Regions from separate parts of the Mus musculus genome. Here regions 2 and 3 are each linked to region 1. The links are chromatin contacts, called in public HiChIP or PLAC-seq and promoter capture Hi-C maps. All regions are on one chromosome and are shown on one strand. Each heading gives the region's core, a stretch centred on a gene start, on an enhancer-like site or on the middle of the called end of the contact. The rest is flanking DNA. Distances are from core to core; before and after follow the strand shown. Region 1 holds the start of Egfem1 (EGF-like and EMI domain containing 1). Region 2 has its middle 5.8 kb from the start of Gm42197. Region 3 overlaps Egfem1 (EGF-like and EMI domain containing 1).

Region 1 (4,731 bases), core at 1,314-3,813:
TCAGGTTTTGAAATATTTGTGAGTTTCAACTGTGACTTACTTCAGATTTCACTTTGTAATAAGTAGGGTACTATTATTTATGCAAAGCTTTCTTTAATACACAGAAAGGGGATGTTTTAGGTGTTTTTTTTTTTTCTTTTGCATTCTAGAAGGGAGTGGGATTAGTTGTAGATCCCCACATCCTCACAGAGTCAAAACTTTGTCCAGAAGCAAAGAAAGGCTTAACACTTCACAGGGGACTTCAGGAGACAGTTAGTCTACCCTGCTATCTTTAGGTATACTCTACATTTTCATTACAACAATTAAGATCAAAACTGTGTTAAAACAACCTGAAGTTATAAGAAGTAGATTTAGAAGGGCCAGAGGTTATCTTTTTACCTACATGTACACTGTATACACTCAGGACACATGGTTCACTAGATACTGCTGCCAAGTATTAGCAAGTAACTTTCTGGTGTTCTCACCTGCAGAGGACCCTGCTTGTTCTGGACCATTTAACTATTCATTAACATTGACCCAGAAGAGGAGAAATTAAAAAATTAAAGAGGGAAGATTAAGCAATTAGCTTGTTTCTTTTCTCTCTCTCTCCCCCCCTCTCTCTCTCTTTTACTTTCTTTCCTCCTTTCTTTTTCTTTCTTTCTTCCTTTCTTCCCTTCTTCCTTTCTTTCTTTCTTTCTTTCTTTCTTTCTTTCTTTCTTTCTTTCTTTCTTTCTTTCTTTCTTTCTTTCTTTTCTTTCAGGTAAGACTAGCAAGAGATTCAGATACCTTAGAAGAATGAAGAGTGAAATTTCAGCTATCAGTGTGGTGCAGTAATCTATACCAAGAACTAATCAGAAAGTCACATGGCAGCCTGGAGCAAACACTAGCATGGTCACTGAGGGTGGACTTCAGGTCCCCAGGGCCTGTTGAATACAGAACTACACCTAAGAAAGAAAATAAGAATGTATCCTTCTTTTCTAATTGTGGCAGGGGACATAAATATTTCTTTTGTGCAATCAATTCTAAATTGATCTTTTTGTAATATATGCCAAAAGATAACTAGTTGTACATTTAGTTAATGTCGAATAAAAAAGACATATGTGTATACATACACTTTTAACTTAAATAAAAAGAAATGAGCATACAGCAAAAGCCAAGTCTAAGGTAAATAGAAGATTCTGAAGGTACTCCAGCTCAAAATTGACCAGTGCAGGTCAGGGCTCTAAAGCAGAGGGCCTTGATGCTCTCTCTCTCTCTCTCTCTCTCTCTCTCTCTCTCTCTCTCTCTCTCCCCCCTTTTCAAAGAAACCTCCACAGCATCCTTCCAGTTCTTCCAGAAAAGCTGAAAGAAAGGAAAGGAACACTGATTTGAAACTAAGGGGTAGATGATTAATTCAACCATGGGGGGCAAGAGAGAACCTAAAACATATTTTGAGAACTATTCTTTTAGGGCTCCTAGGAGTGAGGCAATCAGATAGTACCACTTTAAGTATTTGACAAGGAACAAGTCACTGGAGGGAGAGACACTTTTCCTAAGTTTAGCAATAAAAGCAAAAGTTTGTCTCCCAGAAGATTGCTGCACATTTTGCTGGGCTAAACCGAAAATGATGGCTTCCGAGCCTAGGCTGTCCTTGTTGGAGGGCATGACGCGCCATAGATTTTTATTTTCACGAAACACACTCCCAGAGGCTTGTGGCCTTCCAGACAGCAGCTGGCGCCAGGCAAAGGCATAGCCTCCGGCCTGAGAAGCTACTGGCTATGGCTCTGCTCTGCTCTTGGCTGCGCATCTTTGGCAGCACTGGCCAGCACCACAGCCGAAGCTTCTGGATTCGAGCAGACGCTGTCCCCTTCTGGAAGGGCCTTGGGGGGCTAGCAACTGGAGGTTGCTCTGCGGATTTTAGGCATGGGACCTGGTTTGAAGGAAAGGAGGGTCTAGGTTTGGAGAAGAGCTGGCGCCTCTTAAAACTCTTGGTGCCTAAAATGAGTGAAATGGTGGCCAAATACAGCGGAGGGCGATTATCTCGCTTTTCAATATCCAGGACTTCTGGATGCGCCAGCGATGTGTGCAGCAACTGTCGATTTGGCAGCAAACTGGACTCGGTCAATTGCAGTTCCTTTCTCACTTCAAGCTTACCTCCCTCAGAGCGGTGCTCCGACTGTCTTCACAGCCTCCAGGTGGGAGGGAGCTGAGCGAGAAAGAATCAAAAGTCAGCTTGCTTTTGCTCTCTGCTGGTGGCAGATGCGCAGCTGGTTGGTTTTAAGCAGGTTGGTGTTGGAGGAGGAAAGCATCTTTGCTAGCTTGGGGCGGAGGATGCTCAAAGGGTTTGGAGGAAGAGGTTGGGAGTAGAGTTGTATGGATTATTGGTGGAAGAACATGATGTAGCATGCTAGATGCTTCCCCAGCCACCGCCCGGAGCCCCTTGGAGAAGAGGAGGTGAAGAGGGCGTGGGGGTGGGGGCCGCCTGACAGCCCAAGGAGCGCGTGGTGGCCAAGGGGGCTGTCTCTTTAAGCGCTCCGGAGGGGCTGGGGCCAGAGGGCGGCGAGCGCGTTGCCATGGTACCGGGACTGCGGGGGGGGGGGGGGGGGGGCTGCAGGACCGCTGGTCTCACTGGTCTCCAGTCGCCGCCGGCAGTGCAGGGCTGTGCAGCTCTTGGGCTACAGTGCCCGGGGTTGGTTTGGCCGGCCACTGCTAGCACGGGCGCTGTTGCGGGTGTCGTCTGCTGGGGTCGAGCTGCTGCGGTGCCCTCCGCAGCAAGACGCACGTCGCGGTCCTCGAGAGCGAGCCCGGCACTAGCAACTTCTGCTTGGCGAGCCTAACTTCTGAGCGGGCTTCGGACTTGAGGATCCCAAGCTGCGCACCGCGCGCAGTTGGGGCGGTGGCCCCACCGGCTCACCATCACCGAGATGACCTCCCCACTGTGCTTCTGGTGTTTCTGCGTCTGGGCCGCTGCCAACTGGCCGCCAGGAAGCGCCCTACAGCTCCAGCCCGGCATGTAAGTGGCGCTCGCCAGCTCCGGAACGCGCGGGGACAGCGGCTTCGGTCCGTGCGCCCCCGCCCTATCCGAGCAAAACGGTGGCAGAGGCAGAGACTAGGTCTCTCTGGGAAGCTGTGGAGGGATTGGGGTTCTACCAGGCACTAGACACAAGAACTTGGGGATGTCATTGACCGGTTTGGGGAGGGAACGTAATCACACATACTAGACCTCAGGAGCGCCACCGCCCAGCAGAACTACTGCCAATGGTCCAGTGCTTTCAACCTGATTTTTTTTTTCAAAGAACCTGACAGACATCACTCCCCCTTCTCGCCCCGGAGTTTGAGTGTTTGTATGCGCCTGTATGTGTTTCACTTAATTTCATGTTTGGGGCGTAACTGGCCACATTCTACAAGGCGTTTGCCTGAAATCTTGTCGAATGGGGAAAATCTTGACATTTAGTGTGTGTGTGTGTGTGTGTGTGTGTGTGTGTGTGTGTAGAATCCAGTGTGGTTTTTTGTGAGGTATGATGAAGAATGGATTATTTCACAGGTCTGACGAGAGAGGCAAGGAGCCAGCAAAAGCACGTGTCAGCAGCTTAGGTTAGTTGGAGAGTTAGGAGGAAGGGGTACAAGGAGGATTCCTTCTGCATTAGAAATGGGTATGGCTGGGAAATGTCTAGTTTCTGTCCCCTGTGGCGCGCTGGGAGAAGTTCCTGGAAAGTCTAATAGCCCGGTCTCCTTCACTGGCTGGAGAAGTTTTTGCCAGATCTTGCTTTACACCAGGATCTCCAGCTTTTAACAGTCTGGCGGGGAAGCTCAAATTCTGCTTTTCCTGACATGCTCTTGGGCAGTTATGAGCACACAGCAAAGCCTTTTTGAACATCTTATCCTCTTCTTCACTTTTCTGAAATACAAATATTATGCAATAGAAAAGTGGTTTAGAGAAATAACCTAAAGCTTCGCTTTTTCATGTAAAAAAATAAATACTGTTTGGGGTCCACTTTACATCTCAATATTTTACCCTTTGTGAAATTCAGTTTGCTACCTGGTCACTGCACAAGCCATTAACTATGAACAGGGCCAGAGTGTCATTGAATCTCACAACTTCATGACTACACAGATGCTAGATGTGGATACCTTTGCCATTTAAGGAGTTCTTGGTTTCCCTGGAATTGATAAGATTTGCATTGCTTACCTTGAAGAGGTGAGTTTAGACTCTTCAGTTTATCTCAGAAGCATCACTCTGAGTAACCTCTGCCTGTCGAAAGCAGACATCTTATACATTGGTTTAGAGCAAACTTGTGTTAGCTCTGTTAATGTGGTCCCCACTTGCCTTGCTTGCTAGGTAGTCTCAGTCACCCATGCAAGATGAACAATCCCAGCAGGGAGACACACTCCACTCCACTCTTATGAGAGAGTGTTTATCTTCTTTCAGTGTTGATTTGACCTGGAAGGATGATATTTCTGTGTGTGTGTGTGTGTGTGTGTGTGTGTGTGTGTGTGTATGTGTGTGTGTGTGTGTGTGTGTTGTTTAATAACTGTAGCTCATTTATATATCAGGTGAGATGAAGTCAGATACTAAACCAAATATAAATTCTTCAAACATGTAATTGAAATGTGTTTACAAATGAATTGCTGAAGTCACTCTGATGACTTTTAATACTTTCTGGTAGGGGAAATTCGGTCATATTTCTATTCAGTCCTCTCTGGTGCTAGAGTTTGCTTATTAGCAACCACTGTAGGTTCTATTGCCAGGTTTCTTTGTAATTCTTGGCATGT
Region 2 (4,731 bases), core at 584-3,083, 620 kb after region 1:
GTTTTTTTCATCTTTTAAAAAAGTATTTTATTTATTTACATTGCAAATATTGCCTCCTTCCTGATTCCCCCTCTCATGCCCCTTCTCCTTTGCCTCTGAGAGGGCATTCTCCCACCCACCCAGAAACCTCCTCACCCACACACCCCACCATTTCCCTGGGGGATCAAGTTTCTACTGGATTAGGCAGATCCTCTCCCACTGAGGTCAAATAAGTCAATCCTCTGCTACATACCTGCTGGGGGCCATGGACCCACCAAAGTATGTTCTTTGCTTGGTGAGCTCCCAGTGGTCCAAGTTAGTTGATACTATTGGTCTTCCTGTGAGGTTGCCTTCTTTATACAAATGACAAATGGGCTGAGAAAGAACATAGGGAAACAAACACCCTTCACAGTAGCCACAAATAATATAAAATATCTTGATGTAACTTTAACCAAGTGAAAAATCTCTATGACAAGAACTTCAAGTCCCTGAAGAAAGAAATCAAAGAATACCTCAGAAGATGGAAAGATCTCCCATGCTCACGGATCGGTAGGATTAACATAGTAAAAGTGGCCATCTTACTAAAAGCAATGTACAGATTCAAAGCAATCCCCATCAAAATTCCAACACAATTCTTCACAGACATGGAAAGAACAAATCTCAACTTCATATGGAAGAAAAAAACAAAACAAAACAAAACAAAACAAAACAAAACAGGAGAGCGAAAAAATTCTTAACAATAAAAAAAAAAATTCTGAGAGAATCACCATGCCTGACCTCAAGCTGTACTACAGAGCAATAGTGATAAAAACCGCATGGTATTGGTACAGAGACAGACAGGTCAATCGGTGTAATAGAATCGAAGACCCACACACTTGATCTTTGACAAAGAAGCTAAAACCATACAGTGAAAGAAAAGGAAGTGTCTTCAACAAATGGTGCTGGTCTACCTGGCTGTCTGCATGTAGAAGAACGTAAATTGATCCATATTTATCACCTTGTACAAAGCTCAAGTCCAAGTGGTTTATTTGATTTTAATACTTCCATATCAGAGTTGTCACTGAGTGAAGTTAGGGCTAGAATTTAGCTGGGCAGGTACCTGGAGGCAGGAACTGAAGCAGGGACCATGGAGGAACACCTACATGGCTTGCTCAGCCTACTATCTTACACCATCTAGTACCACCTACCTAGGAGCAGCACCACCCACAGTAGATTGGGCCTTCCTTCATCAATCATTTACCAGAATGCCTCACTGACATACCTACAGGCAAGATGACCAAGGCATGTTCTCAATTTAGGTTCTTTTCCCAGAAGACTCTAGTTTCCGTTGAGTTGACAAATATCTAACCAGGACATATAACTTACAGACAAGGAAACAAAATCTAGGAAGATATAAGAAACCTATCTGAAATTAAGTAATTTGTAATTCAACATTAGATAATAGGTATAGTGTCCATAAGTTTATTCATTAAAATAGTGTTCAGTGTTTACTACTGTAGCCATATACTATCAATCAGGAAAAGATAAAGCACTCGGGAGGCAGAGGCAGGCAGATTTCTGAGTTCGAGGCCAGCCTGGTCTACAAACTGAGTTCCAGGACAGCCAGGGCTACATAGAGAAACCCTGTCTCGAAAAACCAAAAAAAAAAAAAAAAAAAAAAAAAAGATAAAGAAATTTTGTTCCATTGAAAATAATCTATAAATAGAAGTTACTCTTTTCTGTTTTGAGCCCCACATTTGTATATTGCAATAAAAAGACTGATTGTCACAGCAGGGAGCGTTACAGAGTTGTCATTATCACAATAGCCCATGCTCCATTTAATGATGGATGAATGATGCTTTTGTTTGTCTGTCTGCAACATGTTCCACTGATTTTCACAGCCTGCTCTGACGAGGACACAATGCAATGACAGTTCTGAGAGGGACTCTGAGGTCAGCCAGTCCAACTGGATTCAAACTTATGCCAGATCCTCTACTTTCTCAGCTGAATGTAAATGCTGTTCTTCATCTAGTGTAAATAGGAACCTGAACTGCCTCTACCTTCTGCAGATGCCTGATGTTCAAGTCCTCTTTGTTTTCACAGGGCTCCCTAATCTTAACCTTGTTTAAAATTCTCTGTCTGTTGGTAAGTATAGCTGGCTAGCTGCCTCCACTAATCCATGATTATTCCTGAATTGAGTATCTGACAGAGCACTAAACAAATGCTTTTTTTTGTTTTCCAAAGTGAGCCATCCAGAAGTTTTACTCTCTAATACACAAACCATTTGCAGGCATCCAGGCACAGAGATTATATTCTCAGAAGAGATCATGCAGTATGCAGCTTGCAATTTTTATTTACCTAAGACTGGGTATTTCTCTTTATTTACTTGGCATGCATTATTCTTGCACTAGAATGTCCTACTATGAAAACACAAAGATTATCTTGACATAGAAAATTCTTTTTCTTAGGTTGTTATTTATCCCACTATATCTAAATATTATTACTTTCATGTTACTTTTTAAAAACAAAACAATTTGAAAGTTCCTAAGCCTTAGATTATGCTGAGAAATTTTTCAGTTCACTGAAGTTTGCCAGGTCATAATGTCATTAAGCTCTATTCTTATTCTCCAGTGAGACTTGCTTTACAAATGACTTATTAAGTGCTATTTGATATATTAAACAAGGTAAGACAACATCTTGCCCTCAAGGACTATATATAAAATTCAGTGAGTAAGAAAGGTGTATAAGTCACTTAAAAATATGTAAAAGAAGAAAATGTAATGCTTGTTGATTTGCAGCTCTGATTCATCCTTCTGAGGTAGAATCCTGAAGGCTTCCTTGAAGAGGTGGCATACCAGCTAAACTTCTAACGCTGTATATAGAATTTGTAGGATAGTCAGGTATGAACTTCATCTCACATAAGGTTTCTAGTTAGTAAACACCCAATGGTGCGCAATGATAGGTCTTTGTAGACAGTGGCTGGATTTGGACTCAGATGTGATAAGAGATGAAAGAAAGGGGAAAAGGAATGGAATAATGATTAGTTGACAAAATGGCAAGATGCTACATTAGTCAATTAAGACCTTGGTGTGTGTGTGTGTGTGTGTGTGTGTACTAGGAGTAGGTATAGAATACCTATTCCTTCCAGTATACAAACTCACATGCTCACGGAGGCCAGAGGTCAACATTGAGTATCTTTCTTGGTTGTTCAACATCTTAGTTTTTGTGACAAGATTTGGCATTCAACCTGGAGCTAACCATTAGACTAGACTTTCTGAGAAGTGAATTCTACAAACAAGCTTCTCTCTGCCCTGCAATGTTGCTAAGGTTACAGACACTTGCTGTCCCATGCCTGTTTTTTTTTTTGGAATGGAACCTGGGAATCTGAATTCAGATCCTTGTGCTCATGAGTATCTTAGTGGCTGAGACATTGTCTCCCCAGCCTAGAGAGTTTCTTTGGAGGATGGTTTAAACATGAGCTTGGCTATTATGTAACATATTATTTTATATCTGTTCAGTCATTATCTGTATTTATTCACCTTCATCTATTTCTGAATGTGGATCCTGAGAGATAGAAAGACCTTTATAGTCATCATTAATTTTTATTGCACATAATCTTTACTATTACCAAAATACAATCACTGAAATTTGTTGAAAAATTAAAAGAATAGCTATGCCTTATCAAACAATTTTTAAACCATCTTAAAGCATATTCTCTTGTCAGTTTCAACTCAAACTCAGCTGTGGGGAAGAAATGCTGTGCTTCCTCTCTCTCTCTCTCTCTCTCTCTCTCTCTCTCTCTCTCTCTCTCTCTCTCTCTCTCTCCCCCCCTATCTCTCTCCATCCTATTTTTAATTTCTACCCATGAAAGAAAACCACAATATGGCAGGCACCCAGCCTATAGGAAACATATTCTTCTATTGTGAAGTTGGTAGAAGTGTCACCCTGTAGTCTCTTGTCTTCAAACATGGAGCTGATATAAATCACCTAGTTTTCTGAAGGCATACACTGAGCTCTGAGCAGGTTTGCTCAAGGGCCACTACAACTGGTTTAAGAGACTAATCCATGGAAATCAGAGGATAAAGGAAGCATTCTGACTGCAGCTCTCAAGGTACAATTCAGCATGGTAGTGAGGGCCTGCCGCTCCAATCCAGACTACCAGAGTCTTATCCTGGCTTTTGCATTGAGACTTTCTGAAGCATTGAGTAGGTGCTTAGTTTGACCTATTTTTCTTATGTGTAAAATGAAAATAATAAAGAATCTTCCACTCGTCATACATTCAGAGTCTAATGAGAATTAGCTAGGATACATGGGTATATGCCTGAGAGTGCTATATCTGGATCTTGTAGTACACAGATTTTCAGCTTTCTGGGGAACCTCTTCACTGATTTCAATAGGAGCTATACCAATTTGCATCCTCACTAGCAATTAATAAGGGGTCTCCTTTCCTTTATGCTAGCCCACAAGTGCTGACATTGGTTTTATCAAAATTGGTCATTGTGATTGCTATAAGAAAAAAAAAATCTCAAAGTAATTTTAGTTTGCATTTCCTCAATAGCTAAGGATGTTTAACATTTTAAAAAGTGTTTCTCAGCCATTTTTGTTTCAGTTTTACAATCTCTGTTAATTCTACATATACATATATATCAGTTTTATTTATAAATATAACTGAATTATATAAATAAATATATAAATTATAAAAATTATATAAATAAATACATAAATTATATAAATAAATTATAATCCATAAAATGAATTTATATATAAATATAT
Region 3 (4,731 bases), core at 787-3,286, 530 kb after region 1:
CATCGCCAACGATATTTGCATTACAATTCATAACAGTAGCAAAATTACAATTATGAAGTAGCAACTAAGCAATTTTATGAGGAACACAGGAGCTGCACTAAAGGGTCACACATTAGAAAAGGCTGAGAACCACTGCTCTAGAGCTTCAACTGAAATCTGGGTCTCACACTGCTCAGACCAGCGGTGGTAAGTAGGGATTTCTAGGAAGCAAATTCTGAGACATGTTCTCAGGATGCATCTTAAAGCACAGTGTGAGAAAGAACACAAGTGAAGAGGGCTATGAGCAGAAGAACTGGGTGGAGGGACAGCTGGATGGCAGCAAGCCCGAGACACTTCCCAAGGGTGTCAGAGATGGAACAGCCCTTGATATTGACCCACCATCATGCAGGATGTCAGAGCTTTACATCTGCAAAGGACCCGATCAGATATAGACAGTTCTAAGGTAGGAGTGTGACCCTGGCCAAGGTGGGTCTACTAATGCCCATTCCTAAAGAGAAGTCCAGCCGAAAACTGTCAGCTGGCAACAACAAAACAGTTGAGAGCTGTACGTTGCAGTTCTCATGTGGAAGCACACCATGGTATCTATCTACTACAATGACTTGAAATAGCATCACACTAAGTTCCTGAACTCTACAGTATATGTCAACTAACGCTGTGTACTCTTTATTTTTGAACTACTTGCTTAGTTAGCTCATTCTTTATAAATGACATTTATTTTTTTGCAAGTAGGTTGAAACTATTTTTTGGTTTTCAATTTTTGTTTTATAAGTTTGTTTTTTAGGATTTATTTAGTATACTATATTTCTTAGCATTTTAAATTTATTCTTTCTCTTTAACCTCTAAGACCCCATTGTTTATAGACAAATATTTATAAATAAGCCTCGAGTATTTTCAGAGTTTTATTTTACTAAATTTAATGTTTAATCTACTATTAGTTTCTTCTGGAGTATAATTTAAGGCAGTTATTTAAATTATGAATGTGTGTTTTTGTGATGTATGTGTACATATATGTGTGTCATAGGTTTGTGTTATGTGTGTTTGTGTGTATATGATATATGAGTATATGTATGTGTGATTGATGTATGTGTATGTGTGTGATATATCTCTGTGCCTATACATGTATTAATGCATATGTGTACATATGTGTATGTACAGATATGTATATGTAAGATATATGTATATATAGTATGTATATGTATATGTGTGACATATATTTTTATATATGTATGTTTATACAGTGTGTAAATGTATATATCTGTATGTGTATTATGAAATATATTTATGCATATATATATATGTGTGTGTGTTGGTCTTAGTGTTGTAACATGGAAGAGCCTGTTGTGCTTACTAACTGCAGATGAAAGTTAAGTAGTAAAGGTTTATGAAGAATTCCTTATTATCATCTCTAGTTCAGATCTGCTTTTATAAATTTAATTGTATTACAGCCTCTTGCAGAGCACCTACCTTTCCATGATCTTCGGGAGGATAAGGATAAGATACCATTAGAATCCCATCTGGATTGCTAAAGTGTCACTTTGGATCGAGCATTCTAAATGCCCTTAGAAGTGTCTTACATATCACCAGTGGGCATGTATGAACTGAAAACTGGAGCAGCAATAGAATTTTTCTCTCGATCTGTGACTTCCTGGAAGGCTATTGTTCCCCACAAGTTAGAAGCAATGTCACAAAGAAGGAATTACATTTTGTCAGAATAAGGCTGTTTAGACAATGATCATTGGAGTTGTCTTGAGTTTGGATTAATGTGTGGGATGGTTACCTTTGGGGATGGGAATAGTATCAAACTATATTATCCTAAACCCCTCAGGAGTCAGTAGGAAATAGAAACATATTCCCTTTGGCAGTTGGTTCCTCAGTGTGCTAGTTATGCCCAAACAAGCTGAGGGATTTTTTCTTGACATCTGTTTTATTTCATTTCTTGCCTCTTCCAGCATTCAAGCTGTCAGCCCTTGCTATGTTAACAATGGGGCTTATGAGCCAGGGTGCATTCAGATCACAGTTGAATACTCCAGGCCTGGGTGCCTTCCACACAGCCAGCTCATACGAGAAGGCAAACGCTGAAAGCAAGGTACTATCAGCATAATTCCCTGCTGCACAGACGCAGCATGTGGAGAGCAGAAAACCTTTTTTTTTTTTTTCCAAACTTTGTGGCATTTCACAAGATTATTTGAATACTTTTCCCACAATCTAGTTCACTCATTGTTCACCCTAAACAACTGTCGCTTTTTCTATTTTTTGTTTTTAAAACTATTTGTGGCTCTAGGTTAGCAGATCTTTCTAAGAAGATCAGTCAGCTACGTCTAAATGATTTGTAGTGGTGAGCTATTATAGGATCAAGAATTAAAATGATCCTGATTATCCTAAAAATTACCCAAACAAAGATATTCAGAATATTGCTTCAACATGCACTGTAAGCATAATGAGTGTGGGCTCTTGTTCTCTAATATATATTTCCATTCAAGAGAAACACTGAATATATTCATTGCAATTCCTAGTAGTAGTTTCGATTAAATGTATGCCTCTGTCTTTTATTTTTATTGAATTAATTAAGGTTCCCTTGGCTTTGAATTTTACAGTGACAACTCAGCTTTTCATCAGAGGCTCAGTTGGAGAAGTGCTGAGTTGGGTCTCAAGAACCACATGAAACAGCTAGGTGTCTCCCATTTCTAACAAATGTCCTGGGGGACTCTGTCTCAAAAAAAGTGAATGGTTCCTGACTTTGTACACACACTCACACACACACATGCATAAACACATACATGCATACCACACACTCATACAAGCATCCTCTGGGTGGTTCCATTTTCTGTCCCTTTTGTCACATCTTTTTGTATTATGTTTTGTTTCTTGACCCTGAATAGGGCAAAGTCAGGATGATGGTTAGACACTCAAAGAAAAATATCCTATGTTTCACAACCGAGGAGAATAAAGAGTTCTTTGTGAATTCGGCATCTGCTATTTGAGCAGCTATACGTGGCTTGAGTCGTACTGTTCTACACCAGTTATTCACTCTAAGCTGTGGGAAGCAGCAGGGGCCATTTCCTTGAGTACCAGTCAGGGTAGGTCTAAACTCATGTCACTCTGAGTTACAAGTTCATAGATATATTTTGTGATCGGATCTTCTGTAGCTTGTGTGGTTCCCAAACCAGAGGATGATGAACTTAAATTGCCAATGTAGACTTCTGGAACTATAAATGTGCACCACCACCCCTGGTTTATGTGGTTTGGGCAAACACTTTGCACACTATATCTCAGCATCTTCCAATTTCTACCAACTGAGCTGCATCACCAGTGCTCAAATTCATTGACTTTTGATGGCTAGTGTCTATCACCTACACTTGCCCATCTAGAGATTAGTAGCTAACAGTTTTAAAAAGTAGAAGGGAGAAATTAATATTAAAGTTTCCTATTTTAGAATTATATGAATCAGCAGGAAAGCTTATCAAGTAGTCCAAATAATCTAAAGACTAAATTTGCTGCACTTGGAACAGCATCAGGGAACCAGGGTTCCTTTCTTGTGTTGTTCTGGAACACTGGGCAGAAAGGGCAGTAGAGGTTTCTTGTTCTTATTGGCATGATCGACTACTTTGCTGTGCACAGTCCAGTGGAAGTAGATACTGTTTATTTCTTAACTGACAAGAACTGAGATGTTTTTTCATCTGCTCAACCCCTATAAGTCACGCAGTTTTTGTGCAGTGGTGAACCCTAAGAGCGATTTATCTATACCCTAAGGAGGTTGCTATAAATTCAGCTGTACTGCTGATTCTGCTGCATCGAGCTCGATCATGGTATCTTTGTACTGCATGGTGGGCAAGTGGGTGGTAGACTGCTGAAGAGATTAGCTGAGAAGCAAGGGGGCTGTGACAGACACCTGGCAAAGGACATCTTGCTGATGCCTCACCAGTGTTATTTCTGTTGGATGTTTGGAACACTACTTTTAGGTGTCTGTGTGTGTGTGTGCATTTCTTTTTTTATTAGATATTTTCTTCATTTACATTTCAAATGCTATCTCCAAATCCCCCTCTACCCTTCCCCCGCCCTGTTTTCCAACCCACCCACTCCCACTGCTTGGCCCTGGAATTACCCTGTACTGGGGCATATGATCTTCACAAACCAGGGCCTCTTCTCCCATTGATGGCCAACCAGGCCATCCTCTGCTACATATGCAACTAGATGCATAGTTCTGGGGGATAGTGGTTTGCTCATATTATTGATCCTCCTATAGGGTTGCAGACCCCTTTAGCTCCTTGGGTTCATTCTCTAACATCATCATCAGGGGCCCTGTGTTCCATCCAATAGATGACTGTGAGCATCCACTTCTGTATTTGCCAGACACTGGCATAGCCTCACAAGAGATACTTATACCAGGGTCCTGTCAGAAAAATCTTGCTGGCATATGCAATAGTATCTGGATTTGGTGGTTGTATATGGGATGGATACTCCGGTGGAGCAGTCTCTGGATGGTCCTTCCTTCCATCTTAGCTCCGAACTTTGTAACTCCTTCCATAGGTATTTTTGTTCCCCATTCTAAGAAGGAACAAAGTATCCACTTCCTGGTCTTCCTTCTTCTTGGGTTTCATGTGTTTTGCAAATTATATCTTGGGTATCCTAAGTTTCTGGGCTAATATCTGCTTATTAATGAGTACATATCATGTGCGTTATTTTGTGATTGTGTTACCTCACTCAGGATGATATATTCCAGATCCATCCATT

The links. Promoter capture Hi-C pulls out the DNA fragments that hold promoters and counts their contacts. HiChIP or PLAC-seq counts read pairs in DNA pulled down with a chosen protein or histone mark.
Region 2: a contact with region 1 is called in an H3K27ac HiChIP or PLAC-seq map of VIP interneurons, with 6 times the contacts expected there. The contact joins the enhancer-like site here to the promoter of Egfem1 in region 1. A contact is called at or near these places in 12 of 39 promoter capture datasets (the 3T3-L1 cell line, cranial neural crest, embryonic stem cells and 6 more), 7 of 115 datasets of contacts at active chromatin or transcription factors (VIP interneurons, astrocytes, embryonic basal ganglia and 4 more) and 1 of 9 other capture datasets (embryonic trunk).
Region 3: a promoter capture Hi-C map of hippocampal neurons shows a contact between it and region 1, with 2.5 times the contacts expected there. The contact joins the enhancer-like site here to the promoter of Egfem1 in region 1. A contact is called at or near these places in 4 of 39 promoter capture datasets (the 3T3-L1 cell line, cranial neural crest, hippocampal neurons and 1 more) and 2 of 115 datasets of contacts at active chromatin or transcription factors (embryonic forebrain and embryonic midbrain).

Annotation. Positions count from the first base shown.
Region 1 is chr3:29,079,968-29,084,698 of GRCm38.p6, forward strand. Egfem1 (EGF-like and EMI domain containing 1) reads left to right here and starts at 2,564. Exons shown (of 15, transcript NM_029412.2): 1 at 2,564-2,971. The coding sequence starts at 2,883.
Region 2 is chr3:29,699,473-29,704,203 of GRCm38.p6, forward strand. No RefSeq gene overlaps it. Among named protein-coding and RNA genes, the nearest start is that of Gm42197, 5.8 kb to the left of the region's middle. Within about 2 kb of position 1,834, at least 15 of the 459 cell types and tissues checked have an H3K27ac peak or open chromatin away from gene starts, as enhancers often do. A contact at or near this core is called in VIP interneurons, where this site is marked.
Region 3 is chr3:29,606,920-29,611,650 of GRCm38.p6, forward strand. All of the region lies in intron 6 of Egfem1 (EGF-like and EMI domain containing 1), which reads left to right. Among named protein-coding and RNA genes, the nearest start is that of Mir21b, 27 kb to the right of the region's middle. Within about 2 kb of position 2,037, at least 6 of the 459 cell types and tissues checked have an H3K27ac peak or open chromatin away from gene starts, as enhancers often do. A contact at or near this core is called in hippocampal neurons, where this site is marked.